4 separate regions of the Sus scrofa genome follow, and regions 2, 3 and 4 are each linked to region 1. A link is a contact called in public HiChIP or PLAC-seq data. All regions are on one chromosome and are shown on one strand. The core of a region is the stretch at or near the end of the contact, and the rest is flanking DNA. Distances in the headings are between cores, read along the strand shown. Region 1 overlaps WNT5B (protein Wnt-5b). Region 2 overlaps ERC1 (ELKS/Rab6-interacting/CAST family member 1). Region 3 overlaps ERC1 (ELKS/Rab6-interacting/CAST family member 1). Region 4 overlaps ERC1 (ELKS/Rab6-interacting/CAST family member 1).

Region 1 (6,650 bases), core at 1,252-3,751:
CCTAAAATCTACTGAAGCTGCTAACCTTCTGCTCCAAAAATGGACAATTTTTCCATTTGGAAAAACAAGGTAGTTATTTCATTTTTATAAACAAGTGGGAAATATTGATTGCAGTGAAAAGCAGAGTGTAAGCACAAGCAGCAGCTGGATCCACAGGGCCTGAATGGTGATGCTGGGCACCTGGGCCTCTGCTTCAGCAGCTGGGCCCAGGGGACACGGCCGGGGAAGAGCCGGCCAGAGGCTCCCACGCAGAGCAGAAGAGAGGCCGGCAGCTGACTGTTCCAGGACCGACAGCCCCTGCGACATGAGCCCCGGCTGGTACTGGGGGAAGCCAGTAGCTCTGGGTGATGTGGCCTGCCTGGTCCCCTGGTTCAGACTGGCCCTTAGACTGTGCTGCGGAAGAAATAGGTCCTCAGGGAGAGGAGGTGCCAAGCATCCTTCTAAAGAAAACAGGAGGCAGAAAATGCTCAGCCTCAGCAGGAACCCCCCACTTCCTTCCCCACCCAGAGAACATCTTGGCCAGGCGCCCCCTCCTCTTCTCCCCTTGCCAGCATCCACACCCACATTTCCTCCCCAAAACTAGAGTCAAACCAGGGGCCTTCAGGTCAGACCTGTGGGTCTCACAGGTTCTGGTTTGGGGAAATAAATGACTCCTGCAGCTGCCTCCGGAAAAAGCAGGATCACCCACATCCAGCCTGGGCAGGTTGCAGGGGCTCTCAGCTCCCCACTGGGATTCTTTTGTTTCTTTTATGGCTCCGCCAGGCCCCTTTCACAGGCTCCCAGTCCTGCTGCTAAATTGCTCCACGGCTGCCCACTGGCCGGGTGAAGGCTGCAAGGACAGAGGCTGAGCCCAGTGGTCGTGTGGCCTGCGGGGCCTCCTTGGGCTGCAGAGAATGCGGGTGACAGCAGGCACCCGGCAGGCTCCTCACATTCCGCAGTCACCTGGTAAATGTTCACTCACAGACATTTACTATGGCCCCCCTGAGTGCCTAGCCCTTTGCAGGAGGACAGGAAATGCATAAGACGTCACTCTCCCAGGCACACGGCACTGCTACCCCGTCCAACGTGATGGCCACAGGCCACCCGTGACTATTTAATGCTAAAGTGACTGGAAGTTGTGTTCCCATCCTCAGTGGCAGCGGCCACATTTCAGGTGCTCAGTATACACGTGGGGCTCGCAGCTGTTGTGGGGGACAGCTCAGGTTACAGGACACTTCCATTGTCTCAGGTTGTTCACAGACAGAGCTGGTCCAGAGTGGAAGCCAGGCAAGAAAACAAACGCCACCACCATCATCCAAACCACAAGCTCCGTGTGAATTCTGTTAGTTACATTTAGTGTAATAAGGGCTATAACAGAAGTAACGTGCAAGATACCACAGGCCGGTGCATGAGGGCCTCTAACCTTACCGGTGGTCCAGGATCAACACCCTCCTACGAGCCCAGGAGAGAAAATTCCTCTCCCAGTGACAACCCTGCTTCTCATCTTTATGCTTCATCCCTGGGAAAGCAGACCCTGTAATGACGTTGGGAGTCATTTCCCATTATCAGGACGAAATGACTAGCAATTTTGTATTCGTTACTCAGTAGGGGAATAAGATCAGATTGAGTGAGAATGCCAGAAAGTAATTCAAATGGAATTCTTTCTGTGACTCCAATTCAGAGCAATAAGTCTTATTGAGCATCTACTGGGTCTTACTCAAAGATGAGGAAGAGAAATTGGTATAATCTGTGGGGGCGATGCAAATATTACTGGATTACAAGATTCAGCAGTGATATGTTATAATGGAAGTACCAATTGTTATCCAGTTGTTACCCAATTATTAGTCCTAAGAAAGACAAATTAATTCCCAAGGAGTAGCAGTTTCATGATGAAGGTGGTCTTTGAACTTGGCCCTCAGTAGGCAGACAGGATTCCCACAGGTGGAGATGGGAGGGTAAGACCCTCTCACCGGACAAGGGCACAGAGACGGAAAACATACAAAGCATTTTGAAAATGACAAGAACATCAGATCTTGTACTGGCGATGTTTGCTGGATAGATAGAGTGCAGAGTGAGAGTCTGGAGGCTGTGAGCCCAGCTGGGAACACGGTGAGGGGCAGAAGGAGAACGCTGTCCGCCTGTGTGGGCAGGAAGGAAGGAGGCGTGGTCTGTGCGTTACGCAGTCGCAGTCAGGACGGTGACAAAAGGCAGGAGCAGGAACCAACCACCAGCACAGGCTGTGAGATCACTTGCCTCCAACCACGGCTGAACTAAACAGAGAACACTGATGGGAGCACATCTGCATGTGGCTTTGGGAGAGCTCACGATTTTCACGCTCACCTCAAGGCCACATCAGGTGGTTGGGGCAGGTTTGATCTCCATGGGATCCCGCCAGCTGGCAAACATGTCCTTGATCCAAGCCACCAGGACTGAAAATACAAACAGCCTGGAGTTCCATTGTGGCGCAGTAGAGACAAATCCGACTAGTAACCATGAGGTTGCAAGTTCAATCCCTGGCCTTGCTCAATGGGTTAAGGATCCGGTGCTGCTGTGAGCTGTTCATGTAGATTGCAGATGCGGCTCAGATCTGGCATTGCTGTAGCTGTGGCGTAAGCCTGTGGCTGTGGCTCCAATTTGACCCCTAGCCTAGGAATCTCCACATGCCGCAGGAGCAGCCCTAAAAAGCAAAAACAAAAACAAACAAACAAAAAATCCCCCAAACAGCCTGAAGTACTCATACACCTAGGATAGCCAGCAGAAATGCCTTTACTGGAGTTCACTGGTGGTGCATTGGGTTGAGGATCCGGCGTTGTCACTGCTGTGTCTCAGGTTCCATCCCTGGCCTGGGAACTACGGCATGCCATGGGCGTGGCCAAAAAATTGACTTTATTAAAGTGAACAAAAATGATAGTTAAAGGTAGAAATAATTAGTAATAACGTCTGCATTCCTGGGTACCTCTGCATTTGCTAAGATGTGATGTCTTCCCACTTTGGACTCTCAAAGCTATTCAGGGCAGAGCTCACTTGCTGATCACACAGCTCGATGACATTTTCCTGCACGAAGATGTCCTAAGACGGTCACAGGACTTTGTTCTTCCTCATCAAATTTCAGAAAAAATTATGTTGGCGACTTCCAGGCCTGGCCCGTAAAAACCTCCAACCAGCAGAGCTCTGGGCCCTCTGTGTCTCTCAACTGGACTCGGACAAGCACGGGGCTTTCAAATGAGGAATAAAGCCGGACTCATCCGACAGAAGCAGCCCTGGTCCCAGAATTGCCACTTGGGGAACTGCCTTCCAAGAAGGAACATGCATTTTGGTTTTCACATGGGCTAGAAATAAACTTCTATGGTTTTAGAGCCAACTGGCAGCTGGCATTTGTTCATGGCAGCAGCTAGTGACTAGCTTAACTAACCCAAACCCTTACAGCCCTATACTGCTTTGTATTAGACTCGTCTATAGACTTTTAAAAATCCCCTTTCAGCCTGTAAACACTGTGTGTATTTGTAGTTGCTCCCACGGTTGTTGACTAAGTCTATGAAGGGACTGAAATGTCAACAACTGACATCCTATTAAAAATAGAGGGGCAGAGCTCCCGTTGTGGCGAAGTGGAAACGAATCTGACTAGTATCCATGAGGATGCGGGTTTGAGCCTGGCCTCATTCAGTGGCTCATGGATCCAGCATTGCTGTGAGCTGTGGTGTAGGTCACAGATCTGGCTGGGATCCCATGTTGCTGTGGTTGTGGCATAGGCTGGCCACTGTAGCCCCCACTCGACCCCTAGCCTAGGAACTTCCATATGCCCAGAGTGCAGCCCTAAAAAGCAAAAACAAAAACAAACAAACAAACAAAAAAACAGAGAGGCATCCAGCCCAGCTGTCATATAAGGATGGAGAATGAACGGGGAAATGATGCCTGAATTCCCATTCTCTGAGGTCTATGATGTTTTGTCCATTTGGAAGACAGTAAAGCACAACACCCTGGAGGTATGGAAAAAAGAAAAAAAGCTTAAGCCTATATTAAGCTATTCATCTACAGCAAGATGTAATTAACAGCTCTGCTGTGGGCAGTGGGTTAAAGGATCTGGAGTTGCCTCATGTAGGTCATAGCTGCGGCTCGAATTCAATCCCTGGCCCTGGGAACTTTCATCTGCCTTGGGTGCGGCCATTCGAAAACAAACAACAAACAAAAAAAAAACTCCTCTTGTGATAGGTGAAAAATACTATCTCATTTGGCGGGGGTGGGCCAGGGATCAGATCCAAGCTGTGACCTACACTATAGCTGTGGATCTAACCTGTGTTCTGGCCCTACAGAGACAGCGCCGATCCCGCTGTACCACAGCAGGAACTCCAAAAAATACCGTCTCATTTTTAACTGCATTTCTTCTTCTTCTCCCCCCTCCCGCTTTTTAGGGCTGCACCTGTGGCATATGGAAGTTTCCAGGCTAGGGGACAAATCAGAGCTTCAGCTAAGGCCTACACCACAGCCACAGCCACGCCAGACCCCAGCCGCATCTGTGATCTACACCACAGCTTGTGGCAGCGTAGGATCCTTAACCTACTGAGTGAGGCCAGGGATCGAACCCGCATCCTCATGGATACCAGTTGGGTTCTTCACATGTTGAGCCACAACAGGAACTCCCTTAACTGCATTTCTTTGATTAGCAAGGGCAAACATTTTTCGATGGTTACTAGCCATCTACATCTCCTCTTTCTGAGGACATTTAAAGAGTAGAACACGTGCAGCGGGACCAAAGGAGGGGCATTAGTGCCTGCGTCCTACAGCTGAAGGCCAAGTAATGGAGGCCACACAATCTCACCCAGAACGGTCACCAGCTCCATCAGCGGAAACTGGTTCAGTTCTGTGCTCCCAGAGCACGTGCCTGCCTTTCATTATGTACTTAAATCCAGTAAAGCCTAGCATTGCGGGGCTCCGTGCTTACTCCCTCTCCATGACAGCCACATCCAACGGAAAAAAAAAAAAAAAAAAGAAAAAAAAGGGTACAAATTCCACCCAAGATCTGGAAAGCCAGCTGGGCTGTTGGAGCTTCTTTCTGCTTCTCCATGAATAAACATCCTCCGGAGGAGCCCGAAACAACAATGCCTCTTAGGACATGTGAGGCAGATGGGTCCCCAGACTCTGCCAGCCAGGGAGACACCGCTTTGCCTGGCTAACTCAAGTGCAAAAATGGGGTTTTGCCAAAGAAAGCCTGTAACCCTGTAACTTGATAGGTGCTGCAGTCACACGTAAGGAGGAAGCCTTGAACCAGGAGGCTGTTTTTGGCTCCACTGCTTTCCCAAAGCTCAGTGCGCTCTGTGGCCACAGCCCTGTCCCCACATCACCCTCTCTGTCTAGGTGACACAGGGCGTGTGCAGCGGTTCAAATGGTGGAAAAAACAACTCTCTCCTGACATCTGGGTTCCATCAGCAAAATAAAACAACGCTGTGGCTTTCTTTCTTTTTCTTTTTCTTTCTTTTGCTTTTTAGGGCCTCACCCACCACATATGGAGGTTCCCAGGCTAGGGGTCTTATTGGAGCTGTAGCTGCCAGCCTATGCCACAGCCTCAGCAACACGGGATCCTTAAACCACTCAGCAAGGCCAGGGATCAAATATGCATCCTCAAGGATCCAGTCAGACCCATTTCTACTGCACTACAACAGAAACTCCTCTTTCTTTTTTAATTCTTCTTTTTTTTTTTTGGCTGGACCCTGAAGCATGTGGACGTTCCCAGGCCAGAGACCGAACCCGCACCACAGCCACAGTGACCCAACCACAGTAGGGACAATGCCAAATCCTTAACCACTTTACCACGAGAGAGCTCCAGGCTTTCAAAAGCAGTTCGAAATTTAGTTTACAACAGATTTAAGTGCCTGCTGCAGCAGCGCAGGTATGAAACTTGGATACAGAGAAGACTGATTTCTTCCATGCGTATCTTCAATGCTAGCATAGCCTCTGCCCAAGGGTGACACGCACATTCGTACCAAGGTCCTTAGTTTATTTGTCATAGCCCAATAAAAAAACAGATTTTGAAAACAGTGAGGGAAATTCTGACGAGGACCCTCTGCTGAGAAGGCCCAGTAGTCAGTGCCCCAGAGCTCAATGCAAGAACAAATGAGCAGGAGCAAGAACAAGGCAGGAGCCTTCCTGATTTTCCCAAAGGGCCTCACCCTTGGGGATGCCACCATCTGGGGTGGCAGCAACAGGCAAGGCAGCTGGGTCTGACGCTCTGAAGTGCTGCCAGCGAACAGGGGTGGCACACAGCTCTACCTCGGCTTCCTCGCCCTCCTGGCGGCACAGGGAGGCTGTACGCAGCACCCGGCAGAAAGGCCTGTGCTTCTCATGCACAGGAACATGCGCCTATATCTCGATGACAACTTTCAGCTTAAATGGCTGGACCCCTAGGAAAAGCTCAGCAGTAAAAGGTGCTCGTGTTTGTGTCTGGAGGAACCCACAGCCAACCCTCAAAAGCCAATATCAACAACCGAAAAGTCCATGGAAAACCACACAGCAGAACCCAGCAAGTATAATGTGACCTGACCGGACTCCTGGGGAACAGCATGACCAGTGTGCAGCAGACAAAAAAAAGATTGCATTTTTCCAACATTAAGAAAACATTCTGGAAGATGGAGGCAAAAACCCGAGATGGCTGCTGTGTTCTCAGTCCCAGCTTCTGC
Region 2 (6,512 bases), core at 3,440-5,939, 420 kb after region 1:
AGGCAAACTTTCATTCATATAATGTTCTCAACGGACCAGTTATGCCTAAATCATCAATATTTGACAAACCCCCAAAAGAATATATTTAACCAGGATTTTAAAACTAGATACCAGGATAAAAAAGAAAGACTATCAAAACGGAAATTCCTTTCCAAGTTAAAATTAATTTACCATTTAACATAAATCACCAATTTAAACTCTTTCATAAAACATATATGTATTTTTGTTAAATTTTTAAGTATAATTTTCAGGTTTTTTTTAAATCAAAAATATCAAACTTGTGAGTTCCCTTGTAGTGCAGTGGGTTAAGGATCTGGTGTTGTCACTGCAGCAGCTCAGGTCACCACTGTGATGTGAGTTTGATCCCTGGCCCAGGAACTTCCACATGGCACAGGCCAGCCAGAAAAAAAATATATATACACACACACACACATATATATAAAACACCAAACTTAATGAGGCTGCAAATACAAACACTTTTTCCATGGGAGGAAAACATTTTTTCAACTACAATACTAAAAACTAAAAGATAAAAAAGAATTCAAAAAAGTGCAAGTTCAAAATCAGATGCTTCAAACTGGTAGTTTCCAAAATATCAAATTAATACAACAAATCTAAATTTATGACTTAAGATGCTCTAAACATAACCAGAGCACAGTAAGGAATAAGAGTGCTCTCTACAGGTCTTTGATTAGATTTCAAGAGCTCACTCTTAATTTGATGATAAACTAAGTTTAAAGTAATTCAAATCAGTACCTTAAACTGTAAAGAAATTTTTAAGCCCACTAATATAGTTCTTTGTTTTTCTTGTTTCTAATACCTACCTTGCAATGCTACCATAAGGATTAGAATAAATATTTGTAAAGTCTCCAGCCTATAGTAAATACTCAACAAATGACAGTTGTTATAACCATCTTCACAATGAACATGTCTCACTAATGGCTGTTAATAACCTTTTTAAAAAACAAATTTATTGAGATGAAATTCACATAAAATTAACCATTTTAAAATGAACAACTCAGTGGCACTTAGTACATGTGCAATGTTGTGCAACCACTACCTTCATCTAGCTCCAACATATTTCCATCACTCTGAAGTAAAACTTCTTTCTTACCCATTAAATAGTTTTTCCCCACGGCCCTGGTAACACAAACTGGTGCTCCCTCTATATTAATCTATGGTACATATTTCATATAAACAGAACCATACAATATGTGGCTTTTTCTATCTTCTTTCACTTAATGTTTTGGAGAAACACCCACATCACAGTGGATGTCAGAACTTAATTCTTTTTTATGCCTGAATAATATTCTGTTGTATGTATATAACCCATTTTATTTATCCATTCACCCACAATGAACCTGTGAACTATTTCCATCTTTTGGTTATTGTGAATTATGCCGCTAAAAACACACATATACATGTACCTGTTTGAATGTCAGTTCTCAGTTCTTGTGAGTATATACTTAGAAGTGAAACTGCAAAGTCATATGGCAATTCTATATTTAGCTTTTTGAAGAAGTGCCAAACTGTTTCCCACAGTGGCCTGAACCATTTTATATTCCCACCAGCAGTATATAAAAGGTTCCAATTTCTCTACATTCCCACCAATACCTGTTATTTCCCTTTTTTTTTTTTTTCATTATTAGAGCCACCCTAGTGGGTGTGAAGTGGTACTCAGGTGGTTTTGATTTGCATTTCCCTAATGACTAGCAACGTTAAACATCTTTTCATATGCTTGTGTTCATAATCTTTTAAGCAGTTGTTCTACATGTGAAGAAATCCCCTCCTTATGAGTCCTGCTTCCCCAATGTAAGAGTGAAGACTCAAATTCCCACACTCCCTTCTAGCCAGACCCAGGCAGGTATCTAGACACTGCCAACGTTTGTATGCACTTAAGATTGATATGGAATTCAGTAACAAGTGGAAGGAGGCTCTACCTTCCATGTTTACTGGTGCAGATGGTAACAGATGAATCCAGCTCAGGGAAAATGGGTATAGCACCAGTTTCCTAGTGATTACAAGGTCAATTCTTGGCTCTTCAGTGTCATCAACCATCAACTGAAGGTTCTGATGAAGCAGCAGAAATAGTGGAAGTTTCTTCCTCAGCATGGTGTAGAACATTATAAAAAGCTAAGCCTCAAGCCTAATTCTCCAGCCTTACCAGAATTCCATGAGCTACTCGTTATCTATTTGATAAACTCCTTTTCTATTAAATCATTATTCTGGAAGAAGCATTAGATTTATTCCACCTAGCTCCAAACTGAAAACCTAAGATAAATGCTAAGTAGTTACACAGAGGCAGGTCTAGTGCTAAGAAAATTTCCTAACACATATCTATCAAAAAAAAAAAATTTTTTTTTTGGCTCTGTCCACAGCACATGCAAGTTTTCCAGCCAGGGATCAAATCTACACCATAGCAATGACCCCAGCCGCTTGCAGTGACAACACCAGATTCTTAACCTGCTGAACCACATTACCTTAAACAACAAGACACTGCTGACTTACATCTGTCACAGACACTGAAGGAGGTGGATGGAAAGCTGAACAAACCAGCTTTTAGGATTTTTCCCTTTGTGTGTCTCTACCACGTTTCCTATGATACATTGTGAACAACTTAAGAATAAAATCACACCTCTGCAGTCCATTCAATATCCGTCAAATACTAATTTACTAGTAATTAATTCTAATTACTTTTTGTCTTACAACAACTTATATAAACATTCAGACTAAATCTTATTCTTCATTATCTTTTATTATATAATAAATGCACGTCGATTATAAGAAAAAATAAGGAATTAGAGACAAACAGTAAGAAAAAAATCAATAAAATTCTAAGAGAAATCACTGAAAATATTTTGGTGGGATTCCTTCAAAACATTTTTTTCTATGCTGAAATTCATCTTTAAAGGAAAAAACAATAATGTTATTATCCTACTATAAAGGCACTATGTATTTTAACTCATATAATCCTACATCTCCCCCATGATGCACTATCATTATTTTCACTTTACAAATAAGGAAACCAAGACACAAAGAAAACAGACCTTCCCTAGGTCACTTGGATCATAAGTGGCAGAAACATCCAGCAGTCTGACTCCATAGTTTTGTGCTTTTAAAACTATAATGACTCTATACTGCCTCCAAAGAAATTAACTATAGTATACCTATATACCATTTGTATTCTTTTAATATATTATGAATATCTTTCCATTTCAAAAACTTTTTTTTTTTTTGTCTTTTTTAGGGCTGCACCCGTGGCATATGGAAGTTCCCAGGGTAGGAGTCAAATAGAAGCTGTAGCTGCCATCCTATGCCACAGCCACAGAAACAATGGATCCGAGCCACATCCACGACCCACACCAGAGCTCACAGCAATGCTAGATCCTTAACCCACTGAGTGAGGCCCAGGATCGAACCCGCATCCTCATGGATACTAGTCAGGTTCATTACCACTGAGCCATGACGGGAACTCCCCTCGAGGACTTTTTAATATCCTTGAAATTGTGGGACATACACTACATATTTTGATACACTGATTTTTAAAAAGCTATATATAGGGAGTTCCTGTCATAGCTCAGTGGTTAACGAATCCGACTAGGAACCACAAGGCTACGTGGTGTAGGTCGCAGACACAGCTCGGATCCCGCGTTGCTGTAGCTCTAGCGTAGGCTGGCGACTACAGCTCTGATTCGACCGCTAGCCTGGGAGCCTCCATGTGCTGCAGGAGCGGCCCAAGAAATGGCAAAAAGACAAAAAAATAAAAATAAAAATACATAAATAAATAAATAAAAATAAAAAGCTATATATAAAATACCAAATTTGAAGAAATCTTTAAAATCAGATAATATTCCACTCTTATGAATAATCCAATTCTTGAACCTAGTCTAGGCAAAAATACTCTAGAATTCCAACCCACCAAAAATTCATCTTTAGAAAACCCCAGAGCATATCTACTTCATGATAACATGCTTTTAAACTTCACAAATGCCTGTCACTGTTTGTTTCTCCTTCCTCTCCTTAAAAAAAAAAAAAAGAAAGAAAAAACTCCGTCAAAGCACCCAGCATACTACTGGGCATTCATCGTAGGCACTCAATAAATATTTATTGATAGACTGGCTAGACAATGCTATGTTGGACAAGAGCACATGTAGAAACAAAGGTCATCTTATGAGAGTGAATGCAGCTGGACCTCCTTTCTCTCGTCAGGAAACCACATGGATACCCACAAAGCATTCCATCCCAGATAATGCAGTGACACACCACGAGAAAAACAGCCAATACTGCCACTCACTTTGCATACATGCTGAACTTTGACTAGACTACCTAAGTCAGTAAATACACAAACAGGCAAGGTACAAACTAAGTGAGTATTTTAACAGGGAAATGGGGTGAGGATCTTAGCAACACACAAATGATAGGCAAAAGCAAAAATCCTGGGTTAAGGACCCAGTGTTGTTGTGAGCTGTGGTTTAAGTCATTAAGGACTCGGTGTTGCCTCGATCTGTGGTGTAAGTCACAGATGCAGCTCAGATCCCAAGTGGCTGTGGCGTTGGCCAGCAGATGCAGCTCCAATTCAACCCCTAACCTGGGTACTTCCGTATAAAAAAAATCCTGAAGGGGTTGCAATACACAGTTCTAGCCAACTGCAAGTGCTCTGTGATGTGATCACACAACACACTGTGTCCAGGTCCTGGAGAATCATCTGGCTTGAGAGCAGCCTGCTGCCAAAAGGAAGGCACTTCCTGAGGAGCCTTAGATTTCAAAGTCTGGCTGATCCTCAGGAATGGAGAATTATGATAGTTCAAACTTTGAATATAGGATTTTTTATAGCATATAACATTTTAAATAATTTTCTCTTTGTGAATTTCCAGATTCTTATCCATGAATATAGTAAAGCCTCACAGAGATTTCTCATCAGACGGTAAGTCCATACTTTCCAAAGTCACATACAAATCCTCACTTCAAAAATGGTGAGGAAAACTCACAGTCTCTAGCAAGTTCAGGGAACCTGATTATTAGCTTCAAGATGAAAAAATACACAGAGGTGATTAATAATGTCCTTCAGAAGGATATAAAACAGCATCATTTCAACCTTACGGAACTAACTTGGCTGGGAGGCCTCTACTAAAATGAGCCTTCTATTTAAAGCATGACAAAAAGCTAGGCAAGACTAATCAAAGCCACCAAAACTGTTCCAGAATCATGTTAATTTGGTGTTTTTTCTGATTATGAATTCGGTGTTTTTTCCTCTTGACTCATATTTGTACAGAACATCAGTTATATTTAGGGAAGAACAAACTGTTTTAGAAGTGAACAAATGATGCAACTATTCCCCCTTTAGAGTTTAGGTTACTACGTTTTCACAACTGTCACATTTTTTACACCCCCATACATAGTAGCTTACCCTTTTTCTTCCCAGGTTTCCAAACACACAAAGAAATTGAGCTTTTTAATTCTGTGAACTATTCAGATAAACTATTTCAAAATAAAACAGGATAAAATGACTACATCTGATGACTTCATTTTTAAGTATATAATACTTCTTAATGTTTTTTTCAGATTGAGCATATAATCAGGACTGAACCTTTTTTCAGTCCCTATTTCACTTTGTTGCCTAAAAGACTGATCAAACAAGTTAACGAATTATGGTAGTTTTCCTCAAAGAGCACTGATCTCAAGCCCAAAGAAGTTGCCATATTTCACTCACTGTAAAATTGTGAAATAAGTTGAAATTGTGAAATAAATTGAAAGAGTGTGAAATAAGATACAGCAGCCTATTAATACCAAAAAAGGATTTTTTTTTATTTTGTCTTTTTAGGGCCACACCCTTGGCACACGGAGGTTCCCAGGCTAGGGGTCCAATCAGAGTTGTAGGAGCCGGCCTACACCAGAGTCACAGCAACACCAGATCAGAGCCATGTCTCACGGCAATGCCAGATCCTTAACCCACTGAGCGAGGCCAGGGATCAAACCCGAGTCCTCATGGATGCTAGTCGGGTTTGCTAACCACTGTACCATGACAGGAACTCCAAAAAAGGAATATTAATTCATATGGACTATTTCTCCATAGACCACTAACATTTGCTAATTTTAGGAAATGGATACATGGGTTTGTATTTGTTTTATTATTTTAAAGTTTTCTGGATATACATAGAGAAAATAAATCTTGAAGTTCCCATCATGGTGCACTGGAAACGAATCTGACTAGGAACCATGAGGTTGCAGGTTTGATCCCTGGCGTTGCTCAGTGGGTTAAGGATCTGGCGTTGCTGTGAGCTGTGATGTGGGTTGCAGACGCGGCTCGGATCTGGCGTAGCTGTGGTTGTGGCGCAGGCCGGTGACTACAGCTCCGATTGGACCCTTGGCCTGGGAACCTCCATGTGCCATGGGTGCGACGCTAAAAAGACAAAAAAAATCAGCTGGGAAATTGTTAAATGTATAAATTCTTGGGCCCCACTGTAGGCCCACTCACTCAGAAATTCTGAGGGTAGGGCCCAGCAATGTGTGTT
Region 3 (6,522 bases), core at 1,270-3,769, 290 kb after region 1:
AAATGAATAATTTGAATAAAACAGCTTCATACTGTTTCCTTAAGTTTTCAACAATAAAAATAAAAATTTACTGGCATTTTAACTGAACATTTTAATCCTTGTTTGCATTGCTAAAAAAATTCAAACAGCTACCTAGAGGTAAAGAGGGTGATTATTTCATTAATTAGAGATATATTTTGTGGAGAAAACATATCATTTCAATCAACGCCTGAAAATGGTTACAAAGAAAACAATAACAAATAACAGTTATCTGATCTTGTCAAAAGTTTACTATTAGCCAAAAGAGAAAAGTAAAAGTGTGGGACTTGATATCTGGCAAGCAAAGGACCCTCTCTCTCATACTCACACACACACACACACACACGTGCGCGCGCCCACGAGTGCATACAATAATTCTGGTCATAATAATGAGGCTCACATTTGTGTACCACCTTTGTAGGCTACTAAAACACTTTTGGGGGTAATAATTCACTCCACACAGGTGAGACCCGGAAAAACTATAGGACCCGCCCTAAATTACAGCTAATAAACAGAAGAAGAAACAGAATCCATATCATGTGATTCTGGCTCAGTGCACTTTACAGTAAACCTCACTGCCTCTTCATTCATTCACTAAAGAGAATGGAGGTAAGAGGAAGGGACCAAAACAGAGCTTGGGCCATGCCACACACAAAAACTATCTGTTGTGCAGGATAAACCCTACTGTAAACATTTCTCTAGGAAAATATGTTTCACTGAAAACATCCAGGAAGGTGCAGCCAAGGAGAACACAAACTGCATATAAAAATCAGGGGGAAGCCATCTGGCTCCACAACGACACCTTCAGCCACATCCTGGATAACTGCCTCTATCATCAATAACTTGGTTATTCAAACTTCTCAGTAGGAGATAACAGTATAAGGGCCAAACACCCCAAGAACTCATTACAAGCAAACTAAATATCATCTGTTATAGATCCACCACCAAGATTCCAAAAGCACTTCCCAGTCCAGCAGTGGTTAGATGGTTTAGACAGAAGTACAAAAACACAACTCCTTTGAAAACCAGTATCTACAGACTCTGGCACTCAACTCTGTGGTTCATTTTGGGGTGTGCCAAGGTTTTTATTTCTTCTCCAATACAGCTAATTTTTTCATTTGATTTTGAACTTCTGAACACAAATGTGGTATTTTTGTTGAATAAAAAGGAAAAAAATCAAGATGAAATTCAGAGAGACAGATATTTCCTTAACTTCCAGGATAATATAATCACATACTATTTTATAAAGAAGTTTTCAAAAGGAAGAAACTATGCAAACAAACATGACAACCACAAGCATATTATTTTTTAGGAACTACTTTTCAAACTACTGATGAATCTAGGGATGTTTTTTGATCATAACCACAGCATGTGGTTACTTCCTGGGGGCTTCAGTTTCCCTTCAGAATTTCTTTAGTTGTTGTGTACTGACCCCATCTGGTAAAATTATAGAGGAAGTTATACTGACTCAAGCTTCTGGCAAGTCAAACTTTTTTATTTCATGTACAGAGAAATTAAGACAATAGAAGTTCAGTACGAAAGAATTCAAGGAGGCTTAGTTTTATTTCTCTACAACAACATAAGAAGGAAACCATGTAATGAAGAAAAGGTCATGCTATTCTAACTGCAGTAACTCATGCTGCTGCCTTTTCTTTGTGATTCTTCACGATGCCTGATATTCTCATCTTCCGCCAAAAGTTTTATTAAAACTCTGGAATCTCTGTTTGCTTGTCTGTTTAATACAAAGATGAAGTAATTACTTCAAAAGTGTATCCAGCAAAGCCGGAGGAATAAGATTTTAAATGGTACAAGGTAGTATAAAATTTTAAGCACAGTTACTAAAAAGAGAGAAATGTCAGTTTAAACCATGCAAACTGGTCTTGAGATTACAGGTTTTAGTTGTGTCATTCTTACTATCAACATTCAGAATTTGAATCTACTGAACAGGGTAAAAATTACAAGGAGAAACTGAAGGAGAGCTTTTAAAACACACTGAGAGTTTCATTTTAATTCACCACCTGGCTTATTCTCATTTGTGAAGGTGGCTACATCAATACAGAGTTTCGACTCTTCTTTTGAACATTTGCTGTCTGAGACATTTGAGTTTTTACACTTGCTGGTATTTGAACATATTTGGGTAATTTCCACAAATAAGTGGACTGAAATGCAGAATAATATTGGGTTGCCATTACTGCAGACTATATCATTCCTTTAGCTTAAAGCCCATTTCATACATCTCTCTAAGATCAAAAGGAGGAGAAGTCTAAACATGGAGATTTCTGCTACGGCAGGGTACAGCCATTTAACTTCTTCTTTCAACAAGCCAGAGATGGCAGAACTCTCTTTGAAGTGGCAGCCCTGTTGGCCTTTGAAGTCCCTTGTCAATTGCAGAAAGGCTCTGGTGGGTTGTTTTGTAGCCAGCTGTCACCAGGAAGGCAGACGTGACGTATTTCCAGCAGTCTCACTTCAGGGTCTGTCAAGTGACTGATTTCATAACCAGTCACCATAACAAAGGAAAGTCAAACCCTTGACATTAGAGCAGGAGTCCACAATGAAACTTACTAGGTTCCTCTTGACAGAGCCTGATTTCAATACCAAAATGACTACACAATGGCAAAGAGAAAACGGCTGTGAATTTAACTGTCACATCTAAGAAATCTTGGATATTAAAAATGTACTTTCCATATGTTTATCAATAAAATGTTTCATAACAACACTCTCTTTAATCTTTCCACTGATGAAAAATGATTTCTGCAGAAATCAGTAAACTGCCTTAAAAGCACAATTTACACTGCTTACAACTAGACTTCTGAATGATCCTACATAGTTCTGAGAAATGTGTTTGTATTTGTAATGCTCTCAGACTGCTCAGCTACTTATGCCAAAAATCCCCATCAATCCTGACACAGATATCAGTTAAGACTTTAAAGGATAAGTAAAGAGAAAGAATTTAAGAGGTGTTAGGAAACTTCTATAATCTATAAATACAGCCCATTATAGCACTATAGAAAAGGAAACAATCTTAATAATATTATACATCTGTCCTTAAGGTGAGAAGAGATGACACGAATCCAGAAAAACCGAATGTCAAATTTACCAATGATGATTGAAGTATTAATCCCACTGGAAGGAAATAAGGTGGAACAAAAGGACTGTTCATACTAATGTGATCATAATATGTATCTGTTAGGTAGAATGCTCTGCATTCTCACACACTTTTATGAACAGGGCTTGATGCTCTCAGAGCAGAAGACTGGATGCTCCACAAGATGTTTAGCTCCCAGAGGCTCAGAGATTGAGGGCAGGGGGGCTAGAGGGGCACCTGTGTCCTATGAAATATAAGTCCTCTGCTTTCCAGTAACGATTTCTAAACTTGAAAAAAACTGGCATGAGCCAGCATTCTCATTCTGGCTACCATGCTTTAAACTCAAGCACTTAAAAAAAAAAAAAAAAAAAAAAAAAAGGTAAATTATGTTCAAATGATAATATCTAAGTCTTTAAATCTACAAATTTGAAATCTTTTGAGTTTTTCTGACCAGATGACAAAGGGCTTCATTATATCCTGTGGAAAGGAACTGCAGCAGAGACTAAAAGCATGCATTAATTTTTTAAAATTTTTGTAAAAATCATAAGGTTACCCTAAAGCTTTAAACTGTTGTAAATAAAGCAATGTTGCGATGCCTTTCCTGATCATTCTAAATAAGGTCCCTTTGTTGTAGTCTTTTAGAAAATACTATGTGCATTTTTTCATGTGTTTGTTGGCCCCCTGTATATCTTCTTTGGAGGAATGTCTATTCAGGTCTTTTGCCCATTTTTCATTGGGTTGTTGAGTTGTACGAGTTGTTTGTATATTTTAGAGATTAAGCCCTTGTCAGTTGAATCGTTTGAAACTATTTTCTCCCATTCTGGAAGTTGTCTTTTTGGTTTTTTATGGTTCCCTTTGCTGTGCCAAAGCTTGTCAGTTTGATTAGGTCCCATTGCTTTATTTTTGCTTTTATTTCAGTTGCTTTGGGAGACTGACCTGAGAACACATTTGTAAGGCTGATGTCAGAGAATGTTTTACCTATGTTCTCTTCCAGGAGTTTGATGGTGTCTTGTCTTAGGTTTGCCTTTAAGCCATTCTGAGTTTATTATTGTGTGTGGTGTGAGGGTGTGTTCCAGCTTCATTGATTTACATGCAGCTGTCCAGTTTTCCCAGTACCACTTGCTGAAGAGACTGTCTTTTTTCCCATTTTTTTATTCTTGCCTCCTTTGTCAAAGATTAATTGACTGTAGGTATCTGGGTTTATTCCTGGGTTCTCTATTCTGTTCCATTGGTCTGTATGTCTACTTTGGTACCATTACCACACTGTCTTGAGTTCTGTGACTTAATATTGCCTGAAGTCTGGGAGGGTTATGCCTCCTGCTTGGTTTTTGTTCCTCAGGATTGCTTTGGCGGTTCTGGGTCTTTTGTGGTTCCGTCTAAGTTTTTGGATCGTTTGTTCTGGTTTTGTGAAAAACGTCATGGGTAATTTGATAGGGATTGCACTGAACCTGTAGATTGCTTTGGGTAGTATGGCCATTTTTACAATATTAATTTTTCCAACTCAGGAGCATGGAGTATCTTTCCATTTCTTTAAATCCTCTTTAATGAAAAAATGTTCAACATCACTGATTATTAGAGAAATGCAAATCAAAACTACCATGAGGTCCACCTCACACCAGTCAGAATGGCCATCATTAATAAGTCCACAAATAACAAATGCTGGAGGGGGTGTGGAGAAAAGGGAACCCTCCTGCACTGTTGGTGGGAATGTAAATTGGTACAACCGCTATGGAAAACCACATGGAGGTACCTTAGAAAACTATACATAGAACTACCATATGACCCAGAATCCCACTCCTGGGCATATATCTGGACAAAACTTCCCTTGAAAAAGACACATGTACCCAAATGTTCACTGAAGCACTATTCACAATAGCCAAGACATGGAAACAAACTAAATGTCCACCTACTGATGATTGGATTAGGAAGATGTGGTATATATACATAATGGAATATTACTCAGCCATAAAAAAGAACAAAATCATGCCATTTGCAGCAACATGGATGGAACTAGAGACTCTCACACTAAGTGAAGTAAGTCAGAAAGAGAAAGACAAATACCATTTGATTTTACTTATATCTGGAATCTAATATAGGGCACAAATGAACCTTTCCACAGAAAAGAAAATCATGGACATGGAGAACAGACTTGTGGTTGCCAAGAGGGAGGGGGAGGGAGTAGGAGGGACTGGGAATTTGGGGTTAATAGATGCAAACTATAGCCTTTGGAATGGATAAGCAGTGGGATCCTGCTGTACAGCACTGGGAACTATGTCTGGTCCCTTCTGATGGAGCAAGATAATGTGAGAAAAAAGAATATCTACATGTATGTGTGACTGGGTCACCTTGCTATATAGTAGAAAGTTGACAGAACATTGTAAACCAGCTATAATGGAAAAAATAAAAATTATTATAAAATAAAATAAAATAAGAAAATACTATGTAGTATTTCTACTTTTTTGCATGTGTCACAACTTTAAAGAATATATTTAAATCTGTGATCACTTGATTGATCTCCTTAACTAACATACAAATGCTGTAAGAGTGGATTTGCATTTTGTTTGGTTCACTAAAATATTTACAGCTTTTAACACAGAGCAGCCTCTCAGGAAACACTGAATGAATAATAGAATAAATGAAATAAATGATATCTCTGAAGCCATTAAACTCTTACCAATGCTGGGGTGGCACATTCTCAAGGTGGACAGATGTCTCTTTCTTACTTGAATAACTAGCCTGCTCTTTTCTGACATTATCTCCATTGCTCACACTATAAATCTAGGGTTAACACACACAATTATGACATCTCATTTTTTCCCATTCTTTCTTTTTTTTTTTTTTAACGGCTGCACCCAAGGCATATGGAAGTTCACAGGCCAGGGACTGAATCCAAGCCTCAGCTCTGACCTACGCCACAGCTGTGGCAATGCTGGATCCCACTGTACCAGGCCAGGGATCAAACCCACATTTCTGCAATGATCCAAGCCACCGCAGTTGGATTCTTAACCCACTGCACCACAGCAGAAACTCCTTTCCACATTATTTTCTTAAAGTAAAAATTCCTTTTGACATATTTTTAGACCATGGATGTTTTCCCAAAAACAAAAGTTAAAAAAGGACCAAGGACAAGCAGAAAAGTGTATGTACTTGTATGTTTCAGTACTACAACTCTGTCAGGCTCAGGAGAAAGAACTAAGTAGGCGTGCTAAGTATGTGTATGTCTATGTATTTAATCATCCAACACACTGGATTCCAGCTGTCTGATACATTAGACTTATCAAAATTAAATAAACACAAAAACTCAGTTCTGCTGGTGCTCTAGCTTCATTAAGTATTCAAAGAAACATGTGGTGAGGGGCTACCATCTCGGCCAGGAGAAAGAGAAAGCATCCTGCTGCTCCAGGGTCTCCTGCACAGTG
Region 4 (6,396 bases), core at 1,740-4,239, 390 kb after region 1:
CCTGAAAAGAACCTGCAGGCTGCTCTCTAGGATGAGACCAGAAAATGAATGCCTGATATGCCTGACTAGTTCTACCACCAACTCAACCAGCACTCGGGCTGGGTTTGAGGAGAGTCTTTCCAAGGAGGTTTCTTACTCCTAGAATGCATAATATATATAAATGAAGTCAGTAAATTCTTTATCATCTTACTACTCTGTACTTTCCCAGCCCTGGGTCTCCCATCATTAACCCCCCCAGAGCCCATTGAAATCCTCTGCTCCAAATCTTCAATTTCCCAAAATCTTCAATTTCCCAAATCTTCAATTTCTTTTCAAAAGTTGTCCCCTACCCCAAGTAAACCCTGGCATCCCCAATGGATATAATCTCCCCAAACTCTCTCCAGTGAGGTTCACTAATCCTCCAGCACCAAAAATCAGCAGGGAAAGTGTGGGCATCCTCGAGGCTTCTCAATGCCCTTCCCTTTAAAGCTCCTTCTCTTCTTCTCTCCCCGTCCTCACTGCTGCACCAAGGGACTTCCCAATCAGCCCTGCCCATGTGAAGTCTTCAGCACCTGGCTCACAATCAACCTTTCCTTCAAATGCCACTCTTGCCATCATCCTAGGATTTTAATGTCTGAAATCCTTGACATCCTTAATTCTAATGAACTCATCCTCCAGTCCATTTTAGTATCCAGTTTTCAATACCACATCACCCAGGACTCTCCTCCCAGGCCTGTCACATCGTCACTCTCATTAACTGCCTTTCTTCCATCTCATAGAGATCCCCACTTTCCTTTCACTTTTTCATCCAACCTGTCAGTCCACTCTGAATTCTCTTCCTTCCAATCCAGGCTACATTCCTGGACTGATCATCCAAACCACTCCTTCAATTCATGTGCATCCCAGTAATTCTGCTATATCTACTCAGCAAAACTCTAACCCTACAGCAGTCTGGTAATTCTTTCCTGCTCCTCCACAGCTAAAGGAAAAAGAAAAAAATTAAAGAAGAATAGAGAAGGGAGCAGAGGGAAAAGACTGAAACAAGTACAGGGGTGGGAGAAGGGAGGAGGATGGAGAGGAGGAAAGAGAAAAGATATTATGTCACCTTGAAGACCTGCAGGCTCTTTCACAGTCTACCAATCAGCTTCCTTTTCCTTCTCTCCAGAGCTTCACAATTCTCTCAAGCTCATGCCACTCTCAGCATCTTAACTATTTCAGCTGTGATTTCAACATAACAACAACCTGACCCCACTGGGCCACTAGGATTTTGGAATCTCTTCCTTCTTAGTAGGATGGCCGAAAATTAATACAACCTAAAATAGAGTTACTGCCAGTTAAAACTGGTACACTTCCCCATGCTGTCAAAAGGCAGGTAAAATAATTCCGTAAATAGAGAGACTCATGTGTTTTATTTTTAGGTTCCAACAGGGATCAGGAAATCACATGTACAAATAAACATGTTGGAAATGTGAACATGCAATTAAACCTTTCTAAAGACTTTTTACAAGATTATGTTCAAGACTAATAACTGTCTAACTACAAAGAACTCAGAATCCGCTAATTTGGAATTTGTTTGGTAAACTCTTCCCCCAGTAAGAATAAAGATGTATACAATATAAACTAAATTTTAAGAGGAAATCATCTAAGAAATAGGTTCTCAGAACTGTACTTGAGAAATATTTATTTACATAAAGCTATTTATATACCAAAAACTAAATATTCTTGTCACATCAACAAATATTAAATGAAAGACCACAATACAAAACACTCTGTCAAACTTTTTAGGGGATATGAAGTTTCAAAAAGAGACAGAGGAACTTCCCATCAGGGCTCAATGGAAACGAACCTAACTAGCATCCATGAGGATGAGGGTTCAATACCTGGCTGGCCTCGCTCAGTGGGTTAAAGGATCTGGTGTTACCATGAGCTGTGGTGTAGGTCACAGACTTGGCTTGAATCTAGTGTTGCTGTGGCTGTGGTGTAGGCCAGCAACTACAGCTCCAATTGGACCCCTAGCCTGGGAACTTCCACATGCCACAGGTGCATCCCTTAAGAAAAAAAGAGAGAGAGAGTGCACGAGGGAGAGAGAGAAATGGGGGTTGGGGGTAGAGGAGCTCCTATCTGTAACAGTCTTCCGCCTTTTGTAAGAAAGAATACATTGGTAATAAAAATAATAATAGCAATAACAGGTAACATTGATTAAATGTTTACTATGTGCCAGGTCCTGTTTAAAGTGTTTTACTTGCTTTAACTAATTTAACCACAAAACAACCCATGGAACAGGTACTGTTATTATCACTATTTATCAACAAAGAAATTGAGGCATGAAGAGGTTAGGCACTTCTTCTATGTTATGCACTAATTAAGTAAAGCCAGATTCTGAATCTAGGGAATTTAACTCAGAAGGCAAGATCTTAATCACCAAGTAGTATAAATGTACAGCCTAAAGATTTCCAACTATTCATTAACTTTTTCTTTTTTAATTGTAGAATTTCCTTTCAGTCTTTTTCTGAGTTAACTTTCTGCTGTGATTCACAGTTTCTTGCATTATTCATTAACTTAAAGCTGAGGTCTTCAAAGTATGGTCTGTGGAACCCAGGGGGTGCCTCCTCGTCCTTTTGTGAAGTCAAAACTATTTTCCTAATAATACTATGACTTTACATGCCTTTTCCACCATGTTAATATTTGCACTGAAGATGGGCAAAAACTCGAATGACTCAGGACAACCACAACAGCACCAGAGGGTACTAGCAGTCACTGTTATTCTTCAGTGTCAGGCACTCTCAGTCAAAAAAGATAAATAAGAAAATTTTGCAAACACTGCTTCACCTAAGAATGTCCTTGGTGGAATTCCCTGGTAGCCTGATGGTTGGGGATCCAGCTTTGTCATTGCTGTGGCAAGGATCACTGCTATGGCGCAAGTTTGACCCCCGGCCCAGGAACTTCCACATGTAGCTACGCAAAAAAAAAAAAAAAAAAAAAAAAAGTCCTACTCAGTACTCAACTATTGAGTAAGTACCTTTTAATGTTCCATGTGATGAAACAGGAAGGATCCAGGCACTTCCACTGCTCCCCAGGCTAGCACTGGGTGCTCCTGGGCTGCCAGCTGAATCACATACTTCCTTCATAAAGCCCTATTCTCATTTCAGAGAAAAACTGACAAACTTGATAATCAGCAAACATTTTCTTAAAAATGGGTAAAATGAGTCACTTTAAGAGAAAAAGTGACCTGAGATCAAAAGGTTTGAGGACAGCTGATTTCAAGAAATGCTGGACAAAAGGAAATGAAACTGAAGTTCTTTTAATGGGTCACTTTCATTAAATCTTACTATTTCTTCTCAGTCTACAAAATAAGTGAAATATTACTACATACCACTTTCTGAAACTCACATGTGAAAGTATGGCCACTTGAAAGTGTGAACTGACATGTAAGATTCCTAACTAAGTAAGGTCTCACTTACCTTCATCTCAATAACAGTTTGCAGAGCTTTAGTTTTGGCAGAATCCGGGGCATTCTCAAATCTCCGATGCATCTCCTACAGAAGAGAAACAAGAGACAAACCAACTATAATGGAAAAAATAAAAATCATTAAAAAAAATTAAAAAATAAAAGAGAAGCAAGAGAGAGTAAGCGCCCTCCTTTTCACTCTTTCTTCAGAGGGGGAGTGGAGAGGTGAGGAGCAGTAGCTGCATTACTACAGCCTTGGGAGACACTGATGACTTTCTGTTTCCTGGACCTTTTCCTGCAGACCAGGAAACCCACAGACTGCATTGGGGCTAAGGGTCTCAGGAGCGTGACTGTCTCTGAACACCTGGTTTCACACACTGAGCCACTACGACAACTCACACTCCAGCACATTCCCAGGCTTGTGTATCACTCTTCCACATGACTCCAAGACATTCTCAGAACTCCAAACAATTCAAAAGGGGGTTAGAAATATTCCCCTTTTAAAAGGAGAAATCAGGAGTTCCCCTCTTGGCTCAGCAGTTAACGAATCTGACTAGCATCCATGAGGATACAGATTTAATCCCTGGCCTCGCTCAGTGGATTAAGGATCTGGTGTTGCGGTGAGCTGTGGTGTACGTTGCAGACTCGGCTCGGATCCTGCATTGATGCGGCTGTGGTGTAGGCCAGCAGCTACAGCTCTGATTCAACCCCTAGCCTGAGAACTTCCATGTGCCGCGGGTGTGGCCCTACAAAGCAAAAATAAATAAATAAATAAAATAAAACAAAAGGAGAAATCAAAGCAGTCATGGACTGCACTGTGAAAGCTACTGAAAGCATCTGTGTTGACAATACCCTTTCCACAGCCATCTCCTCCCACTGCAATAGCCACCTGGCCACCTAGGATGGAAATCTCGCTCCAGAGGGGCTACAATCAGAAAAAAAAAGAAGGTAAGGGAGTTCCCATTGTGGCTCAGCAGGTTAAGAACTCAACTAGTATCCATGAGGATTTGGGTTCAATCCCAGGCTTCACTCAGTGGGTTAAAGGATCCAGTGTTGCCATGAGCTATGGTATAGGTTGCAGATGGCAGCTCGGATCTGGCATTACCATGGCTATGATGTAGGATGGTAACTGCAGCTCTGATTTGACCCCTAGCTCGAGAAGTTCCATATGCTGCAGGTTAAAAAAAAAAAAAAAAAAAAAAAAAAAGAAGGAGGAGAAAAAAACGAAGAAGGTAAGATTGTTGAATGAGTTTCCAAAATAGGCTATGTTTAACAAATGTCAGAAAAACAGCTATTTTTTTTCAATCCAAATATCAGTGCATTCAGGATCAGAAAAGAAGGAGACAGTAGAATTCAGTTAGGGTCTTCAAGGATTACCCTGAAGCTACCAGACCTTCTCAGGCTATTTTCCTGTCAGATTTTGTGAACATCTCTGTCAGTCAGTAATTACAAATTACCCTGGGATGGCCTATAATGACCCCAGAGAATAGAGATGGATACTTTCCGTGTGGACAGTGCTGGTGAACTTCTAGACTGCCCTCTGCCTGCCTACTTGACATCTCTGTATAGATGTCTACTAAGTAACTCAAACTTATTTTACCCAAAACAAAACTCTTGATTTTCTCCCCTCTATTCTAGACCCTCCTCTGATGACTGAGGGGTATTCCTATCTCCTTAAATGGCACTACCCTGCCGGTGGCTCACACCAAACACCAGAGTGTCTCCATTCATTCCTCCCCGATCTGCATTTCCTACCACCAATTCTAGAGCAGGTCCTGATTGTTCTATCTTCAAAATAGCTCTTGAATTTAACATTCACTCCACTTCCAGTTAGTTTAAGCCTCGATTGCTACAATAGCCTCTAGTTAAATTTCCTTCCATTTCCTCTGTCCATTTTAAAGAAAGCAATGGAGGTCATCTTGATAAAGCACAAATCATGGTACTAGTCTGTTTTAAATTCTTCAATGAGTTTCCCATTGACTTGTCACTCTCTATAAGGTTAATACAACCTGACTGTAACAGGTAGAAGACTGGCCCTCTTGTCATAATCTATTTTAAAATTAGACAAATGCATGAAGAAACTTTTTAGACACTGGAAAACAAGAAGCACAAGACCATGCTCCTTGAGAGAAGAGAAACTAACAAGGTCACAGTCCAGAGTTGCTATCCAATATGTGATATAGGGATAGGAAGACCAAACAGAAAAGAGCAGTCCTGCAGAGCTCAGAAGACAGACCAACAGGTAAGAGTCCTAAAGATAGCAGAAACGAGCAGAGCAGAATAGCACAAAGAAGGTAGCTAGCCAGGAAAGCAATAGTATCTAAACTGACAGAGGTCCCCTGGAGTCTTTGGCCAAATACAAAGTGTGCACACACAGGGAAAGACTCTACAATGTCAGACACAGAACAACTACTAGGGACAGAACAACTAACAGAGAGCTATGAGCTGAGCAACGACCTGAACTGACATGGGGCTGGAAAAAATTCAAGCCCCAAATAGCCAAAGTTGGAGAAAACATCAGAGGCACTGAGGATAGACACCAGAAAGGCCACATCTTAGGAGCAGAGGGAGTCTAGCCCTGGAGGAAAGGCCATCAAGACTAGCCCCAAAAGAGTCTAAAAGCAAGGCTTGTAAGGGCCATGTTAATCCACAATTAATGCTTGTAAGAAAAAACACTTCATTAAGAACTATATCCAGTCTCTTGGGATAGACCATGACTGAAAATAAGATAAGAAAAGGACTGTATGTATGAATGGGTTCTGTACAGCAGAAACTGGCACAACATTGTAAATCAACTATAATTTTTTTAAATAATAATAAAAAATTTAAGAACACTTCATTAATAAAGACAGTAAAACCCAGAACATGTTAATCTAGAACAAAATCTGAACATGCTAGTTCAGACCATAACAATCTCTCACTTCCATGAAAGCAATAAACTCATCAGTTACCTCCCAGCCCCAGCTTGT

The links. HiChIP or PLAC-seq counts read pairs in DNA pulled down with a chosen protein or histone mark.
Region 2: a contact with region 1 is called in an H3K27ac HiChIP or PLAC-seq map of alveolar macrophages. The contact joins two enhancer-like sites. A contact is called at or near these places in 2 of 2 datasets of contacts at active chromatin or transcription factors (alveolar macrophages and skeletal muscle).
Region 3: a contact with region 1 is called in an H3K27ac HiChIP or PLAC-seq map of alveolar macrophages. The contact joins two enhancer-like sites. A contact is called at or near these places in 1 of 47 Hi-C or Micro-C datasets (embryonic fibroblasts) and 2 of 2 datasets of contacts at active chromatin or transcription factors (alveolar macrophages and skeletal muscle).
Region 4: an H3K27ac HiChIP or PLAC-seq map of alveolar macrophages shows a contact between it and region 1. The contact joins two enhancer-like sites. A contact is called at or near these places in 2 of 47 Hi-C or Micro-C datasets (embryonic fibroblasts and skeletal muscle) and 1 of 2 datasets of contacts at active chromatin or transcription factors (alveolar macrophages).

What each region holds. Positions count from the first base shown.
Region 1 is chr5:68,697,427-68,704,076 of Sscrofa11.1, reverse strand. The region is part of intron 1 of WNT5B (protein Wnt-5b); the gene reads right to left. Among named protein-coding and RNA genes, the nearest start is that of FBXL14, 23 kb to the right of the region's middle. Within about 2 kb of position 2,501, at least 8 of the 83 cell types and tissues checked have an H3K27ac peak or open chromatin away from gene starts, as enhancers often do. A contact at or near this core is called in alveolar macrophages, where this site is marked.
Region 2 is chr5:68,277,713-68,284,224 of Sscrofa11.1, reverse strand. The region is part of intron 2 of ERC1 (ELKS/Rab6-interacting/CAST family member 1); the gene reads right to left. Among named protein-coding and RNA genes, the nearest start is that of ERC1, 57 kb to the right of the region's middle. Within about 2 kb of position 4,689, at least 14 of the 83 cell types and tissues checked have an H3K27ac peak or open chromatin away from gene starts, as enhancers often do. A contact at or near this core is called in alveolar macrophages, where this site is marked.
Region 3 is chr5:68,406,803-68,413,324 of Sscrofa11.1, reverse strand. All of the region lies in intron 14 of ERC1 (ELKS/Rab6-interacting/CAST family member 1), which reads right to left. Among named protein-coding and RNA genes, the nearest start is that of ERC1, 190 kb to the right of the region's middle. Within about 2 kb of position 2,519, at least 13 of the 83 cell types and tissues checked have an H3K27ac peak or open chromatin away from gene starts, as enhancers often do. A contact at or near this core is called in alveolar macrophages, where this site is marked.
Region 4 is chr5:68,307,549-68,313,944 of Sscrofa11.1, reverse strand. It overlaps ERC1 (ELKS/Rab6-interacting/CAST family member 1), which reads right to left. Exons shown (of 20, transcript XR_002344310.1): 4 at 3,441-3,515. Among named protein-coding and RNA genes, the nearest start is that of ERC1, 87 kb to the right of the region's middle. Within about 2 kb of position 2,989, at least 2 of the 83 cell types and tissues checked have an H3K27ac peak or open chromatin away from gene starts, as enhancers often do. A contact at or near this core is called in alveolar macrophages, where this site is marked.